3 separate regions of the Mus musculus genome follow, and regions 1 and 2 are each linked to region 3. The links are chromatin contacts, called in public HiChIP or PLAC-seq maps. All regions are on one chromosome and are shown on one strand. Each heading gives the region's core, a stretch centred on a gene start, on an enhancer-like site or on the middle of the called end of the contact. The rest is flanking DNA. Distances are from core to core; before and after follow the strand shown.

Evidence for each region. HiChIP or PLAC-seq counts read pairs in DNA pulled down with a chosen protein or histone mark.
Region 1: a FOXA1 HiChIP or PLAC-seq map of pancreatic cancer cells shows a contact between it and region 3. The contact joins the enhancer-like site here to the promoter of D330023K18Rik in region 3. A contact is called at or near these places in 2 of 484 Hi-C or Micro-C datasets (embryonic stem cells and uterus), 9 of 115 datasets of contacts at active chromatin or transcription factors (embryonic stem cells and pancreatic cancer cells) and 2 of 9 other capture datasets (adipose tissue and liver).
Region 2: a contact with region 3 is called in an H3K4me3 HiChIP or PLAC-seq map of the 230-238 cell line, with 15 read pairs. The contact joins the enhancer-like site here to the promoter of D330023K18Rik in region 3. A contact is called at or near these places in 11 of 39 promoter capture datasets (the C10 cell line, the HPC-7 cell line, the SN4741 cell line and 5 more), 1 of 15 datasets of contacts at CTCF or cohesin (the NIH/3T3 cell line), 9 of 484 Hi-C or Micro-C datasets (B cells, CD4 T cells, the G1E-ER4 cell line and 4 more), 22 of 115 datasets of contacts at active chromatin or transcription factors (the 230-238 cell line, the HPC-7 cell line, the SCID.adh cell line and 11 more) and 4 of 9 other capture datasets (adipose tissue, liver, macrophages and 1 more).

What each region holds. Positions count from the first base shown.
Region 1 is chr2:30,923,297-30,927,648 of GRCm38.p6, forward strand. It overlaps a transcript of Ptges not described here and the pseudogene Gm13400. Among named protein-coding and RNA genes, the nearest start is that of Ptges, 22 kb to the left of the region's middle. Within about 2 kb of position 2,110, at least 26 of the 459 cell types and tissues checked have an H3K27ac peak or open chromatin away from gene starts, as enhancers often do. A contact at or near this core is called in pancreatic cancer cells, where this site is marked.
Region 2 is chr2:30,940,660-30,945,701 of GRCm38.p6, forward strand. No RefSeq gene overlaps it. Among named protein-coding and RNA genes, the nearest start is that of Tor1b, 9.8 kb to the right of the region's middle. Within about 2 kb of position 2,217, at least 113 of the 459 cell types and tissues checked have an H3K27ac peak or open chromatin away from gene starts, as enhancers often do. A contact at or near this core is called in the 230-238 cell line, B cells, the G1E-ER4 cell line and 10 more, where this site is marked.
Region 3 is chr2:31,150,151-31,154,889 of GRCm38.p6, forward strand. D330023K18Rik (RIKEN cDNA D330023K18 gene) reads right to left here and starts at 2,141. Exons shown (of 2, transcript NR_040334.1): 1 at 1,832-2,141; 2 at 899-1,100. It overlaps Gpr107 (G protein-coupled receptor 107), which reads left to right and starts at 2,166. Exons shown (of 18, transcript NM_178760.4): 1 at 2,166-2,331. The coding sequence starts at 2,209.

The DNA.
Region 1 (4,352 bases), core at 860-3,359, 230 kb before region 3:
AAATTCCCAAGCCTCTCCTTCCCACACTGTGGGGTGAAATCAGAGTCCTTTGGCGCCTCAAGCTCACAGCATTCAGATCATGTGAGCAGTGTGCCCTGCTCATGCCGGGGTGCCTTCCTGCCTTCCTGCCTTCTTGCCTTCCTGCCTTCCTGCCTTCCTGCCTTCCTGCCTTCCTGCCTTCCTGCCTTCCTTCCTTCCTTCCTTCCTTCCTTCCTTCCTTCCTTCCTTCCTTCCTTCCTTCCTTCCTTCCTTCCTCCCTCCCTCCCTCCCTCCCTCCCTCCCTCTCTCCCTTTCTTTCTTCTTCTTTTCTCTTTCTCTCTCTCATTCTTTCTTCCTTTCTTGGCTTGTTGATTTTTTTTCCTTATTTAGTATTTATTCATAAACTTAACACTGAGCCGGGTGTGGTGGCGCATGCCTTTAATCCCAGCACTCGGGAGGCAGAGGCAGGCGGATTTCTGAGTTTGAGACTAGCCTGGTCTACAAAGTGAGTTCCAGGACAGCCAGGGCTACACAGAGAAACCCTGTCTCGGAAAACAAAGCAAAACAAACAAACAAACACACTTAACTCTGCCAGCCAGCTAGACTTGGAAAATATGGAACCCAGAGAACTTCAGTGAGGGCAGAGTTGCAGGGCACTGTGAGCAGATGGGGTGGGGGCACTCTCCTGAGCTACTGGTGGGCCAGATGCCCGCAAGTCAAAAGAACCAGATCTTCCTGCTGCTCATCCCATTCCTAGACCCCAAATGCTCCGCGTCTTCTATAATGTTCACGTCTCCTTTCACTGTTCCGAAGACCACACGCTTGCCACCCCGCTGTCACTCAGTTTTGGCAGTACAGGTGAGAGCCCGGGAGCTATCTGTGTCTGTGCCAGCATTTGTCATGGACAAGATGCCAGGACCTGAATGCTTTAGTATGATGTTCTCAGTCTCAAAGTTCTCCCTGCAGATGGACCCGCTGCCAGTGCCATTATGATGTGTGACGCCACCACCCTGGCGCATGAATCCCGGAATAATCCTGTGGAAGAAGAAACCCTTATATCCAAATCCTTTCTCTCCAGTACTCGGTGTCTTAAGTACATGGTGGAGTTGATCACGGCTGCAACAAGCAGTGACAGGGGGCAGCAGCGCCTGCCAAATTCAGTTGGTTGATTTTTGAGATAGTTTTACAATGTAGGCTGGTTAACCTAGAATTTGCTATGTGGTCATGCTGTCCTTAAACTTACAGAGATCATCCACCTGCCTCTGCCTCTAGAATGTCAGGATTAAAGGTGTATCAAGCCTGGCTTAATAGCTGGTATTTAAGAAATTCGTTTTAACTGGCATTCATGGTGCCTTTAATCCCAGCACTTGGGAGGCAGAGGCAGGTGGATTTCTGAGTTCGAGGCCAGCCTGGTCTACAGAGTGAGTTCCAGGACAGCCAGGGCTACACAGAGAAACCCTGTCTTGAATATATATATATATGTGTGTGTGTGTGTGTGTGTGTATACATATATACATATACTACAGTGCATATACAGAAGTCAGAAGACAACTGTGGGAATATGTTCTCTCCTTCCACCATGTGGGTCCCAGAGATTGAATATGGTCATGAGCTTGGTGACAATCATCTTGACTCCCAGCACCCTTGCAGGCCTGTCTAGCTGATGTTTATAACTGTCTTCCCTGGGCCCTCAGTAAGGCACTTCAGCTGATGTTGGGCCTCAACCATGTGGGGTGACTACTAAGTGCCCTGGGTAATGACAGAGTAGTCATTTTCTTAATCTACACTTTGTGGCTATCATTACTGCATGTATGATCACGTCACAGCACACGTGCAGAGGCCAGAGGACCACTTTGTGGTTCATTTCTCCTCTTCCTCCTGTGAGTTCTGGGAATTGACTTCAGGCTGGCAAGGCAGGTACTGTTCTGGGCTGAGCCATCTCTCCAGCCTCTGCATGGTCTTTAGTCACAGGATGTAGACATAGCACGAGCTCTGCTAACTGGGGCTCCTGTACCAGATGCCTCCTTCTACTTCATTGAGAAACAGGGTCCACTTTCCTCATCCTGGAGAGACCAGAGTGCTCTGCTGCCCTGATTAGTCACCCCAGCTGGCACCATGACTCCCCTTGTCACCTGCTGACTCAGAAGTGTGTTAGCATCCAGTTCCACTGCCATACATTTCCCCTCTGGAGCTAAGACTTCTCTGGAGTTCAGAAAGAACACACAAGGCCAGCGTTTTGCCAGTAAATAGGTCACTGGGCCACAGAAGTCGGCCCTCCACCCAGGTCTGTCCCTTCACCCCGCACCGGTTGTATGTGTCAGGCTCTCTAGAGGAACAGACCTGCAGAATAATGCATATGACAAAGGGGCTTGATTAGATTGGCTTACATACGGACTGGGTTTTCCAACTGGGACTGAAGAAGCTCCGTCTGCGAGGCTGGTGCTGAAGGCCTGGGGGACTCCTGGCACAGTCCATTTGGGAAGATCGAATAAACGGGGTTCTGGCGTTAGCCAGAGAAAGTAGTGACAGAACACATTCCCTCAGCCACAAGTGTCCTGTGGAAGGAGGGCAGCTTTCCTCCAGACTGTTTATATCAGCGCTGAACTGGAGCAATCCTTCTAGAGCATGCTCCCACAGACCCACACAGAGGTGTGACTGTTGGTCGGACCCGGATCCAGTTGACACCGATGAACCATCACCAGGATGAGCTCTAACTCCTGCCCTGGAGTTAGTGAGCTGCATCTAGTGAGCCTTGTCTCAGCCCTGCTGGTGGGAGTTGCCATTGAGTCTTTAAGGTCATCTCCCTGTTTCAATGACGTCCATGAGCGGGGCCTTCTGGCTGTATGTCTCTTACTGTAAAGTAGCCTGGAACTTGTAGCAATCCTCCTGCCTCAGCTCCCTGAGTGTTGACATTCTTGACTATTTTACTTTTTTTTTTTTTTTTAACGTAAAGTCTGGAAACCTAGCGTGAGTTTCGTGCTCACGTATCTCCACTGGCTTCCTGGACTCACTCTGTTTTGGGTACTCAATGACCACGTCTGACTTGTGATGGCCATCATGGGCAGAGCAGGGCTCTGTAATGACAAACTGAGGCTCCTCAAATGCCCATCAGCAATAACTGTGCCAGCTGGAAGGTGTTTCCGTGTGAAACATTATTTTCCTCTGACTATACTATACATTAAATCGATATTTTTATTTACTTTATGGGGGAGGGGTGAGTGCCACAGCTGGAGTATGGAAGGCAGAGGACAGCTTGCAGGAATCAGTTCTCTCCTTCCAGCATGTGGGTCCCAGGGTCAAACTCAAGCTGTTGGGTTTGAGTTGGCTGAGAAGCAAGAAGGAGCCCATGTCGGATCCAACATCTAGTTCCTATATAGTGTGCCTCTCTGAGCCTCAGCTTCTGTCTATAAAACATGCATGAAAGTAGCTGGCCTCTCACTCTCGTGGGATGTTCCAGGCTCTGCAGGAGTTGTGAGTGTCCTAAGGGTTAGTTATTGTTGCTGTTGCTGTTGGTGTGTGTGTGTGTGTGTGTGTGTACATGTCTGTGCACATGCCTGGTGTGTACATGCACGCAGAGGCCAGGGGCTGAAGTTGAATTTTCCGTGCCTATATCTAGCTGAGTGTGTGCCACATGTGTGGGTGCTTGCTGGGGGTATACAGTCCACTGGAGCTGGAGGTACAGGCGGTCGTGACCCTCCGGCCAAACCCAGGGCCTGTGTAACAGCGGTAAAAGTGCTCTCGCCCATCAGCCACCACTCCAGCTCTTCCACGTTATTGTTTGAGACAAGGACTCTCACTGAGCCTGGAGCTCTCTGATTTGAGGCTGGCTGGCTGGAGCTCCGGGGATCCCCAGGCATCTGTCTGTCTTCCCCTTCTTAGTGCTGGGGTTCCAGCCACGCACCATCACACTGGTTTTACACACGGCCCCTGGGGATCTAATTCGGATCCTCAGGCCTGTGTGGCAAGCCCTTTACTCCACACTCTGCTGTTGCTATTTTAAGAACTGAGATTCAACTAGGCCATGTTCCTTCCTGAGGCTAAGCTCTTACACAGAGGATGAGCTTGTATCCAATCTAGCCAGCCACAGGGGGCCGGAAATGAGTCCCCCAACACTTACCTAGCATCAACAAACACTCAGCAGCCGCTGAGACACTCAGGAAGTTGGCTCATTTGCAAATGTCCCTACATTTCAAATCTTTAGCAGCAAGCCAGAGGAGGGAAATTTGGTGGTGGTGGTGGGGGGAGTTACACAACGCCTCACTCCCCAAGCTGGGTGAGGCTGGTGCCCTTCCCACAGGGTCATCCGGGGAACACACACAGTCAGAACTGATAGAGGCCAAAGGGCTGGGAACACATGTGTGATGCGCGTGATC
Region 2 (5,042 bases), core at 967-3,466, 210 kb before region 3:
GGAGCCAGAGCTGTGGGTGGTTGTGAGACACCCACTGTGGGAACTGAAGGTTAAATCCAGGAGCTCTCCGGGAAAGTACATGAGCTATCGCTCCATCCCTTAAATAAAAACAAGAGTGGGGCTGGAGAGATGGCTCAGTGGTTAAGAGCACTTCCTAAGGTCCTGAGTTCAATTCCCAGCAACCACATGGTGGCTCACAACCATCCGTAATGAGATCTGACGCCCTCTTCTGGCATCTGAAACAGCTACAGTGTACTTAGATATAATAATAAATAAATCTTGAAAAAATAAAAAATAAAACAAAACACTGGCTACTCTTCCAGAGATCCTGCGTTCAATTCCCAGCAACCACATGGTGCCCCACAACCATCTGTAATGGGATCTGATGCTCTCTTCTGGCACACAGGTGTACATGCAGGTAGAGTACTCATATATTAAATAAATAAATAAGTAAATAAATAAATAGGTACCATGGGGAGAAGAAAGTAAGTTACCTAAAGGCAAGATAGAATATGAGCACATGACCAAGAGAAGCTTGCCCTGAGGGCACACGTGGAACAGAGCAAGCCAGGCAAGTCTCAAACTGCAAGTAACAAGGGGCCTATGACTGAGATGTAGGTTAGACTAGCTCAGAACCAGCCCAGCCCAGTGCAAGCAGTTTGTAATAAAATACCAGATTTCTATGTCTTTTATTTAGGAGCTAAATGGAATAGAGTGGGGTAGAACACGTTCGCCCCCCCCCCCCTGCTGCCCATAACATTATATCAATAAACATGTACCCATTTTAGTTTCTTTTTAAAAAATTTACTTATTTATTATATCTAAGTACACTGTAGCTGTCTTCAGACACTCCAGAAGAGGGAGTCAGATCTTGTTACAGATGGTTGTGAGCCACTATGTGGTTGCTGGGATTTGAACTCAGGACCTTCGGAAGAGTAGTCGGTGCTCTTAACCGCTGAGCAGTCTCTCCAGCCCCCATTTTAGTTTCTTTTCCTCTTCCCCTCTCCCTTGTAGTCATTAATTGACCTTTACCCTATATCTAAGCATTTATTAATTAGCCTTTAGCTCGTATCTAAGCCAAATGAACTTATCTAACTAGGCACACACCCTATTTGAACTGTTTCTAGACTGTCAGGAGACACGTGGTTACAAAATAAGAGACATTCAAGCCCCATAGTCTTTGACAGCATGGCACTTTTACATTTTTGAAGTCAGCAGAGGAGATGATACCACACCTAAAATAATATTTTCCAGGTATAAGTCTAATAATTGCTAAATAGTCTGTGTATTACTTTTATGTAAGCAGTAGTTTTACAATATGGTCCTGTTCTTTTTTTAAATACATTTCCCAGAATGGTAAGATTGATACCAGGCTCTTAACTGCTGGGACCAAGTTTCTGTTCCTCCTGGCAGTTTCTACTCTTACCTCCAAAGGGACTGCGAGATTTAGATTCCTTTGTCAATTTTTTGGCACTGGAGGGATGTCTGACCTTCTATGCCCTTTATTTCTTCCTTATATGTTTCATACGTTCTCAAAGCCATCTCCTAAGTTCTTGGAATGTAGTTATCTCTTTTATAAAAGAAAACAGTCAAGTAAGGGCCATTAACCTTAATACTTCCTTCTGCTTTTTCCAGGTGACTGCAGAGGCAGCCAGGGGGAGCCAGGAGAACCGGTTTCTGTGTTCCAAGAAAGAAACACTTGGGCCGGGCGTGGTGGGGCATGCCTTTAATCCCAGCACTTGGGAGGCAGAGGGAGGCGGATTTCTGAGTTCGAGGCCAGCCTGGTCTACAGAGTAAGTTCCAGGACAGCCAGGGCTATACAGAGAAACCCTGTCTCGAAAAAAACAAACAAACAAAAAACAAGACGAAGAAGAAGAAGAAGAAGAAGAAGAAGAAGAAGAGAGAAAGAAAAGAAAAAAACACTCTAGATTCCTCATAAACTCAGCCATAATCATGACTGAACAAAACGAAACTAAAAGTGGTAAAAACCAGGAGGGCCTGAGCACGCGTCCGCAGTATCGTTTGTTTCCACAGCGCCTTGCCCAGTAGACAGGGATCTCCAAGGGCCTTGCCATAAAGAGCTTTTGTAAAACACTCATGCGTCCTTCCTAGAAGTTATAGCAGGGCTTCTGCCACACCCCTACACCCAGTCCATCCCCAGTGTTCAAACAAGAGCGAACGGGAATTGAGAGCCATCTGTGAGGCTGCAGACCTGCAGCTCGCTGCCCTCTAGTGTTCGTTTGGTAGAAGTGCGTGGGTCTTCTCAGCATCCTCACGTCCCCTGCTCTCCTGGCAAACAGGTGAGGACCACGGAGCGCTGTCTCTGGTCCTGAAAATTCTCAGCTAGCGTCCAAACCAAATGTAGAGTCCAGTCCAAAGCAGAGTCGCCTTCCAGGACTTTGTCATTGTTGTTCCTTTTAATTTATGAAGGCCCCCAGAAGTCCCTCGGAATGTCACTGGAGTAACAACAGAAACACTGTAGGCCGTGCTTCAGGAGAACCACGGTAGGAAATGTAACAAAGAGAGCCAAGGACGATAAGAAAGAAGCTTGCCATACACCATTGGGAAACTCATGGCAACAAAACATACTGCCTGAAAATGGAGCCAGGGAGCAGGGGGGCGGGGCTGGGGACATGTAGCAGAAGGTACAGAGCATAGCATACAAGCATAACAATATGAGTTGTTTCAGCATCCACATGAAAAGCAGAGGATCACCTGGCACTGTTGGCACATGCCTTTAATCCCAGCGCTCCAGAGGCAGAGGCAGGTGGATCTCTGTGAGTTCGAGGCCAGCCTGGTCTATAGAGAGAGTTCCAGGACAGCCAGGGCTACACAGAGAAACCCTGTCTCAAATAAACAAAACAATCAAACAAAAAGCAGATTGTAAAGCCAGGCATGGTGGTGGTACAAGCTTTTAAATATGTGGGACACAGAAGCAGGTGGATCTCTGTGAATCTGGGGTTACCCGTGGCCACACAGTGAGACCCTGTCTAAAAGCAGAACATAGTAACCTATGTAACCCTAGTTCTGAGGAGGTGGAGACAGGTGAATCCTGGGGCTCCAGCCTATCCTAACCCTTGAGCTCCAGGCCCGAGAGAGACCTTATCTCAAATAACAAGGTAGGGATCGGGAAGATGTTCTGTTACCTGTGTAAAAACCAGTGTCGGTGGCCTGTGTCTGTGATCTCAGCACTGGGAGCTGGAGACAGGCAGATCCCTGATGCCTGCTGACCAGCCAGTCTAGAGGAATGGCGAGCTCCGGGTTCAGACGAAGACTGTGTCTCAGATTATAAAGTGGAGAGAGACCATGGAGGATGTATGATGTCCATCTCCGGCTCACATAGCACTTGCTCATATGTGAACACACATGTACACATACAGGCATGCATACACACATGGAAACAAATGCTCCCTGAAGAATGACCACAGTGTTGTCTTCTGGCCTCTACATACTTGTGCATATATGTCGGTCCACATGAACACGCTCACACAGAGAGCGCAAGCCTAGAATCCCAGCTCCTCGAGAAGCAGAAGTGGGAGAACTATAAGTTCAGGACCAGCTTGGGCTACAGAGTCACACAGACTGTGGGTTCATTTGTTCAGAAGATCTGAGTTCTACCTCCAAGCCCAAATTTCAGATTTGTTAGCCTCCAGATCACTGTGTATCAAGATGATTCTCCTGTCTCAGCCTCCAAAGTCCTGGGATTACAGACATGTGTCACCGTGTGCAATTTATTTATTTATTTATTTATTTATTTATTTATTTATTTATTTATTATGTGTGAGTACACTGTAGCTGTCCTCAGATACTCCAGAAGAGGGCATCAGATTTCGTTACGGATGGTTGTGAGCCACCATGTGGTTGCTGGGATTTGAACTCGGGACCTTCAGAAGAGCCGTCGGCGCTCTTAACCACTGAGCCATCTCACCAGCCCCACCATGTGCAATTTTGTGTGGTGCTGGGATTGAACCCAGGGTTTATTGGATGCTAAGAAAGCTTGCTACCAACTGAACTGTATCCTCAGACCCCACACATTTACAGACTGTGGGGAATTTTGTTTTCATTAGTTTTACTCTAGTGTGTGCGTTAGAGAGCCTGCCATGGTGGAGACATGGAAGGGGAGGAACAACTCATGGACACTGGACTCCCACCATGGGGCCCAGGGGTTAAATTCAGATCTTGCCTGATGAGTTTGTTTGTTGAGACAGAGTCTCGCTATGTAGCCCTAGGACTTGATATGTAGACCAGGATGACCTGGAACTCACTGAGATCTTGTCTACCTCTGCCTCTCTAAGTGCTGGGATCAAAGGGACCTGCTGCCATGCCGGCTGGGTTTTATTTTTTAGAGATAGGGTCTGTTTGTAGCCCAGATGAACTGGGAATGCTGGTGTACACCTTTAATCCCAGCACTCCAGAGGCAGAAGCAGATCTCTGTGAGTTCCAGGCCAGCCTGGTCTACATAGTGAGTTCCAGGATAGCAAGAGCTGCATAGTGAGACCCTGTCATAAAACAAACAAAAATCTGTAATCCAGACTGTCCTAGCACTTAGCGTATAGGTCAGGCTTGCCTTGAACTTTTGGCCATCCTCCTACTGCCTCTTACATGGTAGGATTACAGGCACACTCTAAAATTTACTATATACTTTTTTCCTGGTGACCACAGAGCTATCAGTGTTAAAATGTATTTTGGGAATTGGTTTGGTTTGGTTTGGTTTGGTTTTCTGAGACAGGGTTTCTCTGTATAGCTGGCTGTCCTGGAACTCACTTTGTAGAGCAGGCTGGCCTCGAACTCAGAAATCCGCCTGCCTCTGCCTCCTGAGTGCTGGGATTAAAGGTGTGTGCCACCACGCCTGGCTGGGAATTGTTTTTAGCATACAATTGCCCACAAGCAACAGTAACACGTCATAAATGTTAAATTAATTATTGTTAGTTGTCAAATGGTTAGTTGTTGTCTTTTTGTTTTTGTTTTTAGGTTTATTCATTTATTATGTATACAATGATCTGCCTGCATGTGTATACCTACAGGTCTGAAGAGGGCATCGG
Region 3 (4,739 bases), core at 891-3,390:
ACATGGAAGATTGCATATTCAAAAGAGATGGCCCAAGACCCAAGTAAAGGGAAGACAAGGCTAGCCACCAGCCAGCCAGTGTCACTGCCTTTCCCTCCCATGAAACTGAAATGCATCTTAAGATAAACCCCAACCTCTGTGTCTCCACCTGCATGTTCTACTGTTGCCTCTGAAGAGGGTGTGACTGAACTTGGCCTGGTTTTTAAGTCAGGGGAAGGATTCGGGGTATATCAGTGTATGAAGACTGTGCAAGCACAGAGGCAAAACCAGGGCCTCCAAAACCATCTCACTTTTAGTTCCATATTTTCCCAAGTGATTTTTTTTTTCTTTTCTTTTTTTTTTTTGGTTTTTTCGAGACAGGGTTTCTTTGTATAGCCCTGGCTGTCCTGGAGCTCACTTTGTAGACCAGGCTGGCCTCGAACTCAGAAATCCGCCTGCCTCTGCTGGGATTAAAGGCGTGCGCCACCATGCCCGGCGATTTTTTTTTTTTAATTAGACAGTGTAGTCCCAACAAATCGATTTGTTTGTTTGTTTGTTTGGGTTTTCAATTCGAAGTTTCTCTGAGTAGTTCTGGTTGGCCTTGAACTCAGATATCCACTCGCCTGCCTCTGCTTTCTGAGTGCTTGGATTAAAGATGTGTACCACCACCTCCTGGCTCCAAGTGAATTTGTTGAAGTTCACAGTTTGTGGCATTAAAGTATATCATATTGGGCTGAAGAGATGGCTCAGCAGCTAAGAGTTCCTGTTCTTCCAGAAGACTGGAGTTTGGGTTCCCAGCAAGCACAATGGATGGCTGACAACCAAGGTAACTTCAGTTGCAGGGATCTGATGCCCCCTTCTGGTCTCTATGGGTACACCTCATGGCATTTATAAACACACAAACAACATAAAAACAAACTTAATTTCCTATCTATATGTATTTATATATACAGATCTATCATGTTGGGTTAGAGACACTGCTCAGTGGTTAAGAGCACTTACTGCTCTTATAGATAGATACCTGAGTTAACTTTCTAGTACTCATGATGTCAGGCAACACACAACTGCCAGCAATTCCAGCTCCCGAGGATCTGACACCATCTTCTGGTCCTCTCAGGTACCTATACATGGCACACACATACATAAAAAACTTAGAAAAGCAACCAACCAGACCTTCAAAATACATCCTGTTACTAGTTCCAGTTAAAAAGCTATAGGAATCTGATTCTGTCATAGGTGTTCACACACCTACATAGTGGTAGCTGCCTGGTAGTAGAGTTCCCTGTGTTTTTATTGTGTCCTATTTTGCTTAAATAATTACATGCACATACACAAAAGCATATGTTACTTGTGTGTCCAGCTAAAAACAAGAATCTAAGAACTAAACCAACTTGGTTATCAGCTATTTTAATACGAGTGTTTCCTGTAAGCCCTGGTACCAGGGACCTACAACCAAGTCCTTCCATTAAGTGTTAAGGACTAGAAGCTAAGTTTCCAAAGAGACTAAAATAGAAAACATTAAGGCTCAGACTCCAGCGGTGGCATGAAATCACACAAGACAAAATGACGTATCAGTTAAAAATCTGCATGTGATCCCCAGCTCAGACTGGCCAAAATGACCATTTCTTAGAGTTTAGGTAGAACAGAGGAACAGCCTGACACCTACCTCTTATATAATTAGATTGTCCCAAAGATTAAATGCCACTTAAAAAAAAAAAGCCTAGTGGATGGCTTCCTATGGACTCAATAAATCCTATTACTGCAACTATTTCAAGCTGAAGTTTGTGTAAAGGGCCTAGGATGATAATAAGTCAAGGAATCTAAGACAGGCCAGCAATTTCTAAGTTATTACCACCGAAGGCAGTCCAATCATCCGCCAGGGTCAGTGGCGGACATTGCGGGTTCCAGACTTTGGTCCAGGCCCCTCAATCCCCAAGCCCGGCAAGGCAGAAAGGAGGCCCGGCTTGAACTTGCCCCGCCATGGTTGTCATGGCAAACGCTTCAGGGTCCTCACAGGGGCTTTGCCGGAAGTCCGTCCTGGGAGGCCAATTGAAGAGTGCCGAGGTGGTCCGCTCAGGTCCCTGCGTGACCAGAGTTGCGTTTTGCAGTAAAACGATCTCAAGGACCTCGGAGGCGGCAGCCGCGCCCCCTTCCAGAGCACCTCCGGGACGACGCACTTTGACCCGGAAGTGGGTGGGAGAGGAAGCAGCTGGTGATGCTGGAACAAACATGGCCGTCCCGGTACCCCTCGGCCGCTTCGGCTCCTTCTGCCTGCGGCTGCTACGACTGCTGGCGTTGCTGGAGCTGCTGGTCCACCCCGTCTTGGGCCGCGTCCATCACCTGGCGCTCAAAGTAAGGCCTGGCAGGCTGGGGGCAGGATCAGGGAGTGGCGACGGGGGGGTGGGGGGAGCGCGACCGCTGTCCCGGGCTGAGCCAACTTCAGCCCAGCGGGATCTCCTAAGTTCGGCCCCTGAGCCAGGGGGTTTGCGCCGCCCCGTAGGGATGGACTACGCCGTGCGGCCTCCTCGGGTAGTCTGGTCCCTGCAGGTTTGAGGTCCTGAGGAAGGGGCCCAGATGCGGCCTAAATACCCAAAGACCTGGGAGGCCACTCCTGCGATTCCTGCTGGCTTCCCTGGATTCCACGTTGGTGGCAACCTTCCCTAATTCACCCTTTCATAACTTAAATTCCAAGTTCTCTTGTCCGCGATCTCCGCCCTTCTGTGCTCCTTGATCTGGCGCTTTGAAGTTGTGCGGAATCTTAGCCTGTTTCCTTGCTTGGTTTAGGGTGCTCGGTTGACTGACCAAAGCCAGAATCCCCAAGAGGAATTCAAATCTCTCTTGAAATACATGCCTTGGTTTCAAGAAGAAAAAATAAGAAAGAACAAGCCTGAGGATTTAAACTCAGCATCCAAAGTGTTTCTAAGTAGTGGGCCTTTTTCATTCCCGCTCTATGGCCATTGCCTAAGGAAGATGTTTATGACAGGCCTGAAGTGACCACCAAGAACCGCTATGGTAGCTAACTCACAGTAGAAAGTTCTCTAAGGCTTACACAGGATTGGCAGCCGGTTAATATACCTGGAGAACAGAAAGTGACATCATTATGACTCAAAGCCTTGTACATTTTCCTAATAGTCAGTGTACCAAGAAGTTGCGGATCTGGACACAGCTGTCTGTAAAAACACTTTCCATTAGGTGTGAAGGATAAAGGCTTGTGAATGTAGCGTTTAAAGGGTCCAGACAGACTGTAGATTTGAAACCTGGCCAAATCCATACAGGCACACTTGGGCTGTCTGCTTTTGATTGTTAAAATGATCTTGAAGCTGGGCGGTAGTGGCGCATGCCTTTAATCCCAGCACTTGGGAGGCAGAGGCTGGCGGATTTCTGAGTTCGAGGCCAGCCTGGTCTACAAAGTGAGTTCTAGGACAGTCGGGGCTATACAGAGAAACCCTGTCTTGAAAAACAAACAAACAAATGATCTTGAGTAAAGTGACTCTTACCTACAGCAAGACAGATCAATCTTGGCTCCTTATAAAATCCACTGAAAGCTGTAGGCACTCTCCCCAGAGAAATGCTTTTTGAAGTAAGACCATCTTACATCTTAACAGCTTTCTTGGCCTTTCTGTAGCTTCATAATCTTGGTACAGTTTAATCAAGGTATCCAAGTTTGCAGATTCATCACTCTGAGGGTAAGAACTCCTGATTTCTAAAGTCTCGCATTTTGAGGTTTGCAGATTGTTTTTATTGGGTATATAATTTAGCTGAGTTTATAAAGCTTAGGAATTAGAAACAAAACTACTTGTAACAAGACACACTGGGACCACATCTCCTGGCTCCCTGTCCAACATTTCTAGTGTTTAAATGCCAGGTGTCTGGTATCACTAGGTAAACGCTGGCAGTATTTTATATTGGCCAGCCTGAGTGATCAGTATATTCCAACCTTCTATACCAGCCTTTATCTGTGGTGGAAGCAAACTTAGAGTAGTTCTGTGGTTGGCCTCTCTTGTGCCAACCTAGTGAAGTTCTGTGGTTGACTTCTCTGTGTCAGATGCCTTGATGGTTTTCTCTCTTGTAACATGCTCCCTACGATTATCCTATAGTTGGTACTAGAATCTTTTTTCTTGGACAGTCTTTACTTGTTATCTAAGGAGAGGACATTTACCAGCAGAGGGTCCACCAAAGAAGCAGAAGATGGTCTTACCCTGCTTGAAGTTGGGAAGCACAGGCTTGAGCAGGTTAGAAACCCAGGCTTGCAAGTGCATGAAGTGATCACCAAATGTCAGGAATATGCATTGATTTAAAAAAAAAAAAGATTCATTTCTCTCTCTCTCTCTGTGTGTGTGTGTGTGTGTGTGTGTGTGTGTGTGTGTGTGTGTGTATGTATGTATGTGAAGGTCCCTTGGAGCTGGAGTAACAGGCAGTTGTAACAGGCAGTTGTAAGCTGTCCCATATGTGTGCCGGGAAATGATCTTGGGTCTTTTTCAAGGTGCCATAAATCCTCTTAACTGCCGAGCCATTTCTATAGCATTGATCCTTATAAATATGTTTTAACATGGACAATTTCAAATGCACCAGAGTAGGTACAGTTGCATAATAAACTCCCATGTGCCTGTCCTGTGCCTCTGTAGCCATTAGCAGCCAATCCTGCCTTCCACCTGGCTGAGGTCACTTCTCTGTTCTCAATGTCTTTAGTTTTGTAAATAAATTCAACAAACAGAAAACAAACAGAAAGAACTTTTCCTTTTCAGTTCCCTTTCTTTATT